3 separate regions of the Oryctolagus cuniculus genome follow, and regions 2 and 3 are each linked to region 1. Evidence: chromatin contacts called from public Micro-C data. All regions are on one chromosome and are shown on one strand. The core of a region is the stretch at or near the end of the contact, and the rest is flanking DNA. Distances in the headings are between cores, read along the strand shown. Region 1 holds the start of UHRF2 (ubiquitin like with PHD and ring finger domains 2). Region 2 holds the start of KDM4C (lysine demethylase 4C). Region 3 holds the start of BRD10 (bromodomain containing 10).

Region 1 (4,163 bases), core at 546-3,045:
AAGAAAACAGTATAAAACTGGTTGCAAACACAAATCAAAAGGTATTACAACATTTCTTTAAGAAGAAACTCTTTGCCAGAGTGTAATTTTTTACTCTGAAATTTCGGGAAAGTCTTGGAAGGGCAGTAGGCTTTGCCGCAGTAGCTTGCTTCAACGGAATCAGAGAGAGCTACATTTATTGTAAACCACAAGACTCGAGTCAAACTGTGGTCTCTCGACTGCAACATGCCAACTTCTTCGTGGGTTAACAACACCATAAAAAGACAAAGACAAAGACAAAAATAATCGGATGGCTCTGTGTCTAGGTACAGTCTAGGAAACCTGTGGGATAGGAAACCTCTTAAGCTTGCCAGCCCAGGGCCATACCACACAACTACCCCAGACTCCCACAAACACCCCAAGGCCAAAACTGCTTTTAGCCTTCAAGTTACCTCCGGCTATGCTGCGGTGCTGTGTTAAAAGCTTGATTTAAGGGCGATCTTCCGAGGCAAGAACAGCCAAAACAATCTTATACCCCTTTCTACTTTGGAAATAAAACCCCTAAACTATACAGGGCAGTTTTTAACCCGGTCCCACGTTACATCAATAGCCCCTTCAGCTCAGGTCTCTAACCTCGGCTAAGGCAAGATTTCCAGATCTAGGAGAGGTGAGGGAGGGGATCCAAACGTTCTGGAAGCCCTTCGAATCCCCAGCGTGTGCAAATCCTGCCACAGTGAGGAGGCAGGGCCAACGTTCCGGTGCTCGAGAGACCAACGCTCGAGTTTCCACCTCCTACTTGGGAGTCAGGGACGCGGAAGAGCCTCGGAAGCGATGTGAGCCCTTAGCCGGGTCGGCGCGGCCACGAGCAGGGGGAGCCCGGGCAGTCAACGCACCCCTCCCGCCCGGTGGCATGGCGGCCAGAGCCAGCTGCCCTCCCCACCCTCCCGGGGCCCCAGGCTCCGCCGAGCGCGGGAAGCGAGGCACCCAGGGACCTGGCAGGCTGTGCCCGCGGCCGCTGCGCCACAAGAAAACAACGGCGAGGTCTCTTCCCACTCCGCTAGGCGTACCTACGGTCGGGTTGGTAGGGACGTCGCAGCCCACCGCCATCCCCACCCCGCAACAGGCCCGGGCCCCGCACCCAGCGCCGCGCAGGGCTGCCCACCAGAGGTGGGGGCCAGGTGCGCTCTGCGCGTGCCGCACGCCAAGCCCCCCCGGCCCACGCGCCCAGGGGAGCCAGGCTGCTCCCTTGCTGAGTCCCCCAGGGGCGCGGCGGGCGCGCCTCACCTGCTTGCCCCGGTAGAAAAGGCGCTGGCACTCGGGCCGCACGTCGAATAGCGCCCAAACCCGCTCGCGCAGCTCCTCGATCGTAGCTTTGCGAGAAACGTCCTCGATGGTGCGTGTCTGGGAGCCGTCGATGGTGCGAACCTGGATCCACATCTTGGCACGGGAGCGGGGGGGGTGGCCCCCTTTGTCTCCCCCTCTGCTCGGGGCGCTGCGCCCCGCCTGGCCCGAGCCGCTTCGCGGCGGCTCGGGATCTCCGCGGCGGGCGGACGAGCAGGCGAGCGCGCGCACACGGGAGAGCAAGAGCGACTGGACGCCAGGCCGGACAGGCGGCGGCGACTCCCAGACCGCGCACCCGCCCAGCAGAGCCGAGGAGGCAAAAACCGGAACCAGCCCGAGGCGCTACCGCAGCCTCCGCCTTACAAATAGGAAGAAGCCATATCTGCGCCGCGCGGAGTGTTTACTTATAGAGCTGTGGCTCCCACATGGAGGTCACGGCGCCAACCCGGATCTCGCGAGATTCGTGCCGGGCTCCGCCTTTAAAGAGGAAGCGGCCGGGGAGCTGGTTACAGACCCGGGGGACCTACAATGGGCGGAGCGAGGAGGGCGGGACCGGCCAAAGCCGTTACTTGCCACACCGTCTGCACCTGGGCCCCTGGCACACCCTCTAGCCTTCGGTTTTTCAGACGGTTACGCTGCCGCCCACACGGGTTGCCCTTTTAGGTCCTGGTTTTGAGGCTGAGGGGGCGGGCGACTCCGCAGGCCTAGCGGATTCGGTGCTTTAGTCTAAAAAAACATACCCAAAATAAGCAACCCTGACGTACACTTGTCTGATCGTGGAAAGACAGGCGCGGGCGGGCGCGGCCTAAATTTCTGAGAAAGCACAGAAGGAAATGAGAACGAGCCAGCGCGCTCATCCTGACGGCGCCTGCCCGGCGGCCTGGCGGCTAGTAGCTGAAGGAAGGCCCTGGGGACATTTCTGCTTCGTGGACACGTTTCCCGTCAGGCCCGAAAGCTGCCTTCCCGCGGAAACCCGCTTCCGGGGCTTTCCCGCCGCTGGGCGGAGGTGGAGGCCCACCCCGTGGGCTCGGGTCCTACTGGGATCGCGCCCTCCGGCCCAGCGCGCTCGCGCCCGGGCTTCCCGCCACGGAGGTGCCCGTGTCGCTAGAACCGTTTGCAGATCTTCACGTTAGGTGTGCCTTTGGCTAAGGGACTATAGATTTGTGGCAGATTCTTTGAAATAATGCAGAACTACCCACTCCCGAAGAAAGAACTCCCAAGATCTTAACTTGGCTTAAATTCTCTGAGGTAGGCCCAGTGCAGCTCTGCCTAACAGGGGTCCTCTTTTAAAATGAAAATGTGTCTTAAAAAGGGGAGGTGATATAAAAGAAAACAAAGCAACTTGAACTTTCTGTCTTTCAAAATCAGTAACTTTATTTCCATAGAGTAGCATTTGGGAATAATAAAAATAATTGCAAGCACAAACAAGGTTAGCAGTATCTTAAAAAACAAAATAAGACAGCCTGACAGGTCAGGGGTAGAAACCATGGACTACAGACTCATGTTTCGGCTGTCTGCCCTTGCTGAACACTTCACATGCACCTGGAACTTCTAAATAGAATTTCTCTTGTGCTCCTGTTTTAAATAAAGCAAATATTGAGCATTCCTTACATATATAAATGAGCTAGACACCCTTAAGTCCCGCTTTGACCTGCTCCTGTAAAAGGTAACTACTTGCTGTTACAAGGTTATGCTATGCCCTCATAGAGTTTTTTTCTTTCTTTCTTTCTTTCTTTTTTTTTTTTTTCCTTTTGACAGGCAGAGTTAGACAGAGAGACAGAGAGAAAGGTTCCTTCCGTTGGTTCACCACACAAATGGTCGCTTGGCCTGCTCGCTGCGCCGATCCGAAGCCAGGAGCCAGGTGCTTCTCCTGGTCTCCCATGGGGTGCAGGGCCCAAGTACTTGGGCCATCCTCCACTGCACTCCCAGGCCACAGCAGAGAGCTGGCCTGGAAGAGAGGCAACCGGGACAGAATCCGGCGCCCCGACCGGGACTAGAACCCGGTGTGCCGGCGCAGCGAGCGGAGGATTAGCCTAGTGAGCGTGGCGCCGGCCCTCATGGAGTTATTTTAGGATTTCTTTTTTTAATTCCCTGCTCACAAATAATTCAAAATATAGTTACGAAAAGCTTTATCAAAAATAGGGGCGGGAGTTTGGTCTAAGGTTTTGCCTGGATGCTAGCCCTGCTTTGCCCCTCATTACCGCTTCCTGCATCCGAGGAGGCAGTCTTGATCGCTCAAATGTGAGTGTGCGGCAGCGACCACGTGAGCCACCGGACCGGGCGGAACTTCCTGCTTCTGAAATAGGCCTCTGCCAGCTCAGGCTGTTACGGGCATTTTGGGAGTGAACCAGAGATGGGAAATCAATCTCTCTCTAAGTAAATGAGTTCTTTAAATTTTAAAGATTAGCACAATTAAAAACATTAATGAATAGCAACACTAAAAGTACTGTGTTGGTTAAAACGTTGATTAAAGATGAAGGAAGACTAGAATATCTCAGAGCTGAAGGCTAAGTGTATGGTTTGACCTCAGTTAGAGGGTATATCATAGTCAGAGGCAGAATTTTTTTTTTTACTTTTATTTAATGAATATAAATTTCCAAAGTACAGCTTATGGATTACAATGGCTTCTCCCCCCATAACTTCCCTCCCACCCACAACCCTCCACTTTCCCGCTCCCTCTCCCGTTCCATTCACATCAAGATTCATTTTCAATTCTCTTTATATACAGAAGATCAATTTAGCATATATTAAGTAAAGATTTCAACAGTTTGCACCCACATAGAAACACAAAGTGAAAAATACTGTTTGAGTGCTAGTTAAGCATTAAATCGCAATGTACAGCA
Region 2 (4,047 bases), core at 1,050-3,549, 340 kb before region 1:
GGGAGGGGAGGGAATTAGAGGGAAATGGGCAAAGACAGCCAATAGGAACAGGGTTTCATTTAGGTGTGGCAAAAATATTCTAAAATTGATTGTGGGGATGGCAACACAACCCTATCCACTCACTAGCTGCAACTCAATACAGGTGATATTTCTAAAAAGAGAGAAAAAGACATTTCTAACACCTTAGGCTAAATTACCTGACTCAGGTAAATTATACAACAAAGGGAGGGAGGGGGAATGTCCTCAAGTGTTGGTCATTTTATTAGAGAAGAAAAGCCAGTCAAGAGGCAATTACAAAACAATGGGAAAAAGAAAGGCAAGGAGTCACTGACTGAACCCCAGGTGCACTTAACTTAGCCCTGGGCAATTTACTGAAGGGATGGTAGGAGAGTTCAACTTATAAGATTTTTAATCCTTCAATTGAAATTTAAGTCAAAGGAATTTTCTTTAAATATCTGTTCAGTTTCTGAAAAATCTTCATTCTTGTGAACTCTTAAGAAGCATCTGTGTGTGTACATGTTTAAAACATTTATCTTTTAAAAAGCAACTGACAGTTAACGAAACAAGTCTCTGAATTAAATTTTATTGTATTGCCAAGTTTGCAGGGCGCTATAAAGATTATGTGCAGACTTTCCAGAACACTAAAATTGGAAGAAAGCGGGCCTCCCAAAAATACTAAACCCTAACAACTGTGTAACACATTCCAAAACCAAGCACAGAGGTTGCAAAGAGAACACCAAGGTAGGAAAACTTGAGTGGTGATCGCAAAGTAGAACCCACTGCTACATAACAAAAAGGAACCTTTAAAAATTAAAGTCACTAATTTTCAACCACAACAATTCGAAATTAGAATATCAGCAGCCGCTGCCCACAGAAACAGTGAAGCCAAGCTCCCCCGGATTAAAAAAAAAAAAAAAAAAAAAAAAAAAAAAAAAAAAAAACTAAAATTAGAAATCGCGATCTCAAACGGGTGAAATAAGGCAAAGTTTGGTGCGAACCTAAATGGACCCAGCCTACTGGAAACTTGCGCCAGGCTAAGGGTGAACCGACTGCAATTCTAACCTTCAATTCCTAGCTCTTGGTTGATAAATCGCCTAGCGAGGGGGAGTTGTACCAAGTGCAAAAAGAAGTTTGTCTGGTCTGCTCTGGCTGGAGGAACCTGAGAAAATCCCTCCGGGGTTCGCGCACAGCCAAAGGCAGCAACGCAGGCTCGCACCGCGCAGCCAAAGGGCACGCTGGCCCCTAGTCCACGGGGAAAGCATTGTAAGCGAACCCTACTGGCTTCACTGCTGACCACCGAGCACCTTCAAGCTCCAGCCCGCGGAGCCCGAGTTCGCCTGGCTTCCTCCTCCACATCCCCACCCCCGCCACATCCTGTGCCTGGCAGTCCACGCGCCCCGCTGCAACTCGCATTAATTAAGCACCCAATGTCTACACCGCATCGTGGCTCCTGTAGGCACTGCAGGAAGAAATGGCCCCATACTGGAGCCAAGAAAAACCAAGACAGCTGCGAAGGATGAGAACGAACCCGATACGAAAGGCTGCAGGCCACTAGTGCGACGGGTGGTCTGGAGAAGAGAGCCCTCCACCCCGCGGGCCATGACAGTCTCGGGGCACGGAGGGCCCTCGAGGGGCGCACCAGGCCCGGCCTTCCCGGACTCCGCCGTGGACCCGGCCCGGAAAGCAAAGGAAAGGAGTCAGGATTCCCAGACCACCCGCGTGCTCCTCAGCTCCAAGCAGTGCGACCCCGACTCCGGTTCCCGGGAGCACGACGAGCGCGGGCACCGAATCCCCCGTGAGGGCCGGAGCGGGCTGTCACTGGCTCCCAGGGGCTCCCCTGTGATCAGGGCCCGCCGCCCCCAGCCACCCGTCCCCAGCATGACAGACGCAGCGATCCCGGACGGAGCGGAGCGGAGCGTCTCTGCCCCGGCGCCTCGGCTCCCGCGGACGCCCGCACCCCCGCTGCCCGGCGCAGAGCGGAGCAGTGCCGGGAAGACCGCCCGGGCCCCTCCCCCCGCTGCCCGCGTCCCCAGTCTCCCGAAAAGCGGTTACCTGGCGCGCGGGCGGGGGCGAGGACACAATCCAGAGGAGGAGGGTGTGAAGGAGGACGGTGGCCTCCGGCCCGGGGAGATTTGGGAAATTTGGTAGACTTGTTCCGCACTGGGTGACAGCTGTTCGCTGCGCACGCGCACAGCGCCCCAGGCGCCCGATCCCTCCGCCGCTCCTCACCCTCCCGTCGAGGGGGTGGGCGGGAGGCGGAGGTGAAAGCACGCGCACAGCGCAGGCTGGCTCTCCCGGCGCGAGGGCGCGCGCGCGGCGTCACGTGACCACTGGGCCCCAGCACTTAATGAGTCACGTGAGCGCCACACAACTTAAAGGTGCCGGGCACTTTCTGGCTTTAGGGTCAATGTTCCACGGTAGGATTAAATTGGCTGTGGCGCGGCTTTTTCTCTGGAAACGGATATGTCTCCTTCTTTCCAGAGGAATAAGATACTTGAACAGAAGGGAGGACAGGTGCACAGAATCTTGCCCGGAAGAACCTACTGGGTTTCCCACAGGGCTGGACCCGAAGTAGTTCACGCGCCACACGTCGTCCTGGGCTCCGACTCCGGCCTATGGGCGGCCGCCGGCGAGCGAACGTCAGAGCGGCGTTGCCATGGGTGGGGCCTCGGGATGGCCAGCCGAGCCCGGTGAGGAAGTCAGAGCGAGTCAGGCGAGTAGTGACTCTGCCCTGTGCCTTTCTGTGCACCCCGCTGCTGGGGACTCTGAGCTTCCTTCCCACCTTGAGAGACCCTGAGTGGGCGTAGCGCCCACGGGTCCCCGCCCCTCACCAAGCAACTCTCCAGCAGGAGACCGTGTTGTTTAGCCTCCGGAAGCGAAACTGCCCTGCGCTGAAGTCACCTATGCGTAACAAGCCCAGCCCCGCGCAGGTGTGCGCGTTAGACTGGAGGGTCCCCAGAGTGGCCTGAATTAGAGTAACTGGAAGTGCAGGTGTCTCCGGGCTCCTGAGAAATAAGTTAGCCCCTACAAACTTTTTGCTTCTGCTCTCAAACTCTGCTTCCTTTAAGGATTGTGTGATACAAGAAGAAACCACACAAACCTAAACCCTTTGTACTGCCACAGAGGGCTAAGCACCAGATGTCTTGCAGACCGGAACAGTTTTGTTTGTTTGTTTTTTTTTTCTTGAGTTTCTACAGTTCCCAGCTAGCTCCCTAATGTTTCCCCTAACGACTTTTTCAGCTAAGAAAGATTGGCAGATCTTTACACCAGTAAGCAAAATTGAGCTGTATGATATGCTGACCTTTTGGTTACAATATACTGGTTTCAGTTTATTTAAAAAATATCTCAACAAGTTCACTTACCATGTTTAACTCTTGAACTGTTTTCTCTCTGCAAGAAGCATTGTAAGGACTGATTGAGGGCCGGTGCAGTGGCACAGCAGGGAAAGCCACTGCCTGCATTGCCAGCATCCCATATGGAAGCCAGTTTGAGTCCCTGCTGCTCCACTTCCAATCCAGCTCTCTGCTGTGGCCAGGGAGTGCAGCGGAGGATGGCCCAAGTCCTTGGGCCCCTGCACCCACATGGGAGACTGGGAAGAAGCTCCTGGCTCCTGGCTTCAGATTTGCGCAGCTCCAGCTGTTGTGGCCAATTGGGGAGTAAACCGGCAGATGGAAGACTTTTTCTCCCTCTGCCTCTCTTTGTGTAACTCCAACTTTCAACTAAATAAATAAATCTTAAAAAAAAAAAAAAAGACAATGAGAAAGACAAATCTAAATTGGATAAAATGGCAAAGGCAGATAAAGCACGCTATGATCAGGAAATGAAGGATTATGGATCAGCTAAGGAAGGCAAGAAAAAGATAACTCTAGGCTGGCGCCGCGGCTCCCTAGGCTAATCCTCCGCCTTGTGGCGCTGGCACACCGGGTTCTAGTCCCGGTCGGGGCGCCGGATTCTGTCCCGGTTGCCCCTCTTCCAGGACAGCTCTCTGCTGTGGCCCAGGAGTGCAGTGGAGGATGGCCCAAGTGCTTGGGCCCTGCACCCCATGGG
Region 3 (4,247 bases), core at 1,234-3,733, 380 kb after region 1:
GCTTAAATAGATTTCTATTTTGAAGATGTCATGCTAGATTCTATAGTAGCACTGAAGAGTATTTTATTGTGAGAGTGAAAGAGAAGCAAACTTAATTTTATCAGAAAACATGAAAAAGAAAACAGCTTTGAGACTAGTTATTTAGCCATAGATGTGCATTTTAAAAAAGCAGTTCTATAAATCCAGGGCCAATTACATTAATTGGAATAGTTGGTCTTTAATGTTGAGCTTTTTGTAGGGTAGAAAAAAGCTTTCTACTCAGCAAATCATTGGTCCAAAACTTAAAAACACATTCATTGTGATTTCCTGGAGCGCTTGTGAGTACTGTGTATGTAAAGTATTTAGCAAATATTTAAGACCTAGTAAGTGCTCAATAAATTATCACTGTTACAGATGTTGTTTGTACCTCTACTGTGTTCTTTTTTATAGTTTGTAATTCCTTTTACGTTAGAATTTTCACAGTTCACTCCATACCAGTTCAGATGGGGAAGCCATCTAGACCATTATGGACAGGGATATAAAGTTGAGATTTTAGATATGCAATTCCCGTCCAATTGTTTGTAGTTATTTATTAATGGGGGGAAAGAAAGTTCAGTACATTGTATGTTGAATGGTCCCAATTTTAAGTTTATTTAAAGTAAAAAGGTATAGATGAATAAATAGAAAAATGCTACATCAAAGTTGTTAATAGAGATGTTGTCTCTGGGTGGTGGGATTAAAGGGCATTTTTTTCCTCATTTATCTATAGTATTCAATTTACCTACAATCGATATATATCTTGTATAATAAAGCTTTTTTCTAAGTCCAAGGACTCAATCCTACTTTCATAATAACTAGGATTACTATCAGCTTAGCCTCTTCAAGATCTGTAGTTGAGCTCCCTTCTACAGGCATCTTTCTCTTTTATATACCTTAATTAACAAGACTTTGATCAACATTTTTTAGGTGAGTTCCCTACACTTTTGTGTATGAGCAATTAGAAATTCTGCCAGGCAGCTAGGAATTAGGTTCCTGGGGTTTTGAAGTATGGCACACCTAGATTTAAATTTTGGTGTTGTGTGTTGTGAGAAGTAAAGGAGGTAATACAAATTGTGCAGTAGCACAAGGTTCAATAATGTAAGCTAATATATAAGAATCATGAAATAGAGCTCATGACTAAAGAAGAAAAGGAAATCGTTTGCTTGGGTAGGGAGGACTCCAGGTTCTTGAGCAAAAAAAATGAGGGCATCCAGTCAGACACATTTGCCAGTTGCGCAGTCAGGACTGATCCCTTCCTATATTCCTGTGAGCTGAGGTGCATCTGTGGGTTCTGATATGAAATGCTTAGAAAGTTACAAATGCCTCACTGGTGAGAGGAGAGGAATGCTAGATAATGGGGAGGGGTGTAAAACAGGGGAGTGTCAATACCTTGAAAACCCCAAAATGCTGCCACTTTGTCACTTAGCTATGACTCATATTTAATTCACTGGACAGAAAAAAGTATTGAGGTTTTGAATTTTATCAGTGCTTTAAATATCATAGTAATGAGAAATAAACAAGCTTCTGAGCCATTTAGTTGTACATTTTACTTGTAAAATACAGTTTCTGTAATTTTGTTTTTGTGTTTTAAGTCTGCATTTCAAGTGAGAGGGTTCTTTATGAGTAGAAAAAGTAACAGTGCAACTTTCAGACAGCATGAGAAAATTATAGTATATAGTTTATGGAACCATTAATCCACTTATTTCAAGCGACATGCAAAATAATAAGTCCACTTTTTAGTCATTTTCTAAACAGTTAATTTTAAATTGTGTAGCAAAATTGTAAGGCCCTGCCAACGACTATTTAATGCTGTATAGCTCAGAATTGAAAATTTTGGACACTGCTTTTAGTCTCAAGCATGTAATTCCCTTTATTCTTGGCAGAAGTCAAGAATCCAGAATGTGGAAATGTTTGTTTTTTAATTTGAACAGAAAACATCGTGTTGGTTTCCAGGAGAACTGGTGTTAAGAACTAGAACTGGGAGTTTCAGAGAGCAGGGTTCTGCAGAGCAACTGCTTTGCTCTGGCATGTGAACGTGCGGTCGAGTCCTCGGACTTCCTTTCTAAACTTTTCAAGACTTGGAGTTTCCTGTGAAAGACCAGCAGTTGCAGGAAGGAGGGATGCCAAGGGGATTTAAATTGTACGAGGATTTACATTTTCTGCTTTCTCATTATTAACTTCCCATTAATAAAAATTACCTAGCAACGTCCTGCAGGGTTAGTTTTACTTTCAAGGCTGACAGCGGTCTCGAAAATGAATTCTCTTGTTGCCCTGGCTTTTTAGAACCCTGGGTCGCGTAGCCTGGCGAGTAAGCCTGCGCAGGCGCCTTGCTCCCTCCTCCACCCCGCCCCTTACAATCGTCTACTAGCTGATTGCATCATTGGGCCGCGCAACCACCCGGCCTTGGGGCCTGTGGCTGAGCCGAAGTCCGCTTTCGCGTACCTGGGCGGGACGCGATGGGGGCGGGGAGAAAAGAAAGTCGTCTACTGCGCATGCGCGCCGGGGGTGGCGACGGCGCCCCTTTCTTAGCCTCCTTCCACGGCTCTCCCCAGCGGGGGGGCCGAGTGCCCTCCCCCTTCCCTCTCTGCCCCTCCCCTTCTACCCCTCTCCCCCGCCCAGCGGGGCTTCTAACTGACAGTTGTCGCCGGGCCGCGTCCGCGCGCCGCCTCCTCCTGCCCAGGTCCCCCGCAGGTAGAGGCGCGGGAGGGGGTCTGAGGGAGAGGAGGAGCCGAAGCCGCCGCGGCCCAGCGCTGCGGCCCTCTCTGGGGAGGCAAGAGGAGACCCCCCTCTTCCTCCTCGCCCCCTCCCAGCCCCCCACTGGCCCGGGAGGGGGTGGGGCGCCGAGGCCGCGGCGGCCCGGGTCGGGCCCGGCGGGTGAGGAGCGGGCGGACGGGCGGGGCGCGGAGGGGTGAGGCGGGCGAGGGCCGCGCGAGCGCCGCCGCCGGGGGGAGGGGAGAGGAGGGCACCTAGGCTCTCCTCTTCTCTCCCCCCTCCCCCGCGCGCCATGTAACCCCGCCCCGCCGGCGGCGAGCTCGAGACCCCCGCGCGCACCGAGTCGAGCCGGCTGCGGAGGAGCGCGAGGCCCGATGCGGCAGGGGCTGCGCGGCGCGACCGGACGGTGAGGAAGCGGCCCGCGCTCGCGCGTCCCCCGGCGCCTCGAGCGGCCGCTCCACACCGCCCAGCCTGGGCCTGCCGGGGGCATGAGCGCGCCCGAGATGCCGGGGGAGATGGAGCCGGCCGGGGAGGAGGAGCGGCCGCCACCGGCGACCGAGGAGGAGGACGAGGAGGAGGTGGCGGCGGCGGCGGCCGCCCCGGCCTCAGAGTCGGCCTCGCTGGAGGACGCGGACGGCCAGGAGGAGACGGAGGAGGAGGAGATGGTGGTCGGGGGCGGTGGCTGCAAAGAGCAGGAGCTGACCTACGAGCTGCAGCAGGGCTACCGCATCCTGGGCGAGTTCCTGCAGGAGAAGCACCGGGGCCTCACCGGCCCCTTCCTGCAGCCCTTGGGGGGCGTTGCCCCCGGGGAGGAGGAGGTGGCCGAGGGGCCGCGCAGCGGGGGCCGAGGCAGTCGCGCCCTCCCGCCGCCGCCGGGGCCAGGCATGTCACTGCTGAAGATGGAGGAGAAGTTCGCCAGCGGCCAGTACGGGGGCATCACGGAGTTCGTGGCCGACTTCAGGTCCATGCTGGAGACGTGCTACCGCCTGCATGGAGTGGACCACTGGATCTCCAAACAGGGCCAGAAGCTGGAGATGATGCTGGAGCAGAAGTTGGCGCTTCTCTCTCGGTAAGCGAGCCGGGTCCCCGGTGGGACTGACAGACCGACACAAACAAACCCTCACACGTGTCCGAGGATGGGCTGGGCCAGGGGCCGGGGGGCGGCGCTGATAGGTGCTGAGTCGGTGCTGGAGAAGCCCGGGAGGAGGAGCAGCGCTGGGCCGCAGCCGGAGGAGGGGTGTGGTGGGTGTGAGCTGGTGGCCGCGTGGGCCCGCACGGCCCCAGAAGCGGACAGGAAGCCGAGTGCGGAGCGCTGAAACTCGACCGGAACAGGTGCACTGTGGCGGTGGAAAATGCAGTGCTTCCCGTAGGAAGAATCACACGTGTAGGCAGAGGAAGCGTTTTGTGGGATAGGCGTTGAAACTGCAACTTGTGGATAGTTCTGACACGACATTTAGAAAGCGTTTAGGATGAAATAGCTTCAGAAAAATAATTCTGGCTCCTGAAAGAAGGCAGTT

Evidence for each region. A called contact is a pair of places that touch in the nucleus more often than the background predicts.
Region 2: a Micro-C map of ear pinna shows a contact between it and region 1, with 8 times the contacts expected there. The contact joins the promoter of KDM4C here to the promoter of UHRF2 in region 1. A contact is called at or near these places in 3 of 6 Hi-C or Micro-C datasets (ear pinna, psoas muscle and an unstated tissue).
Region 3: a contact with region 1 is called in a Micro-C map of ear pinna, with 6 times the contacts expected there. The contact joins the promoter of BRD10 here to the promoter of UHRF2 in region 1. A contact is called at or near these places in 4 of 6 Hi-C or Micro-C datasets (ear pinna, psoas muscle, skin fibroblasts and 1 more).

The regions. Positions count from the first base shown.
Region 1 is chr1:169,096,474-169,100,636 of mOryCun1.1, reverse strand. It overlaps UHRF2 (ubiquitin like with PHD and ring finger domains 2), which reads right to left and starts at 1,795. Exons shown (of 16, transcript XM_051858202.2): 1 at 1,264-1,795. The coding sequence starts at 1,416.
Region 2 is chr1:169,436,562-169,440,608 of mOryCun1.1, reverse strand. KDM4C (lysine demethylase 4C) reads right to left here and starts at 2,299. Exons shown (of 23, transcript XM_051858176.2): 1 at 2,053-2,299.
Region 3 is chr1:168,718,008-168,722,254 of mOryCun1.1, reverse strand. It overlaps BRD10 (bromodomain containing 10), which reads left to right and starts at 2,483. Exons shown (of 6, transcript XM_070051782.1): 1 at 2,483-3,799. The coding sequence starts at 3,219. It overlaps RANBP6 (RAN binding protein 6), which reads left to right. Exons shown (of 2, transcript XM_008255034.4): 2 at 1-394.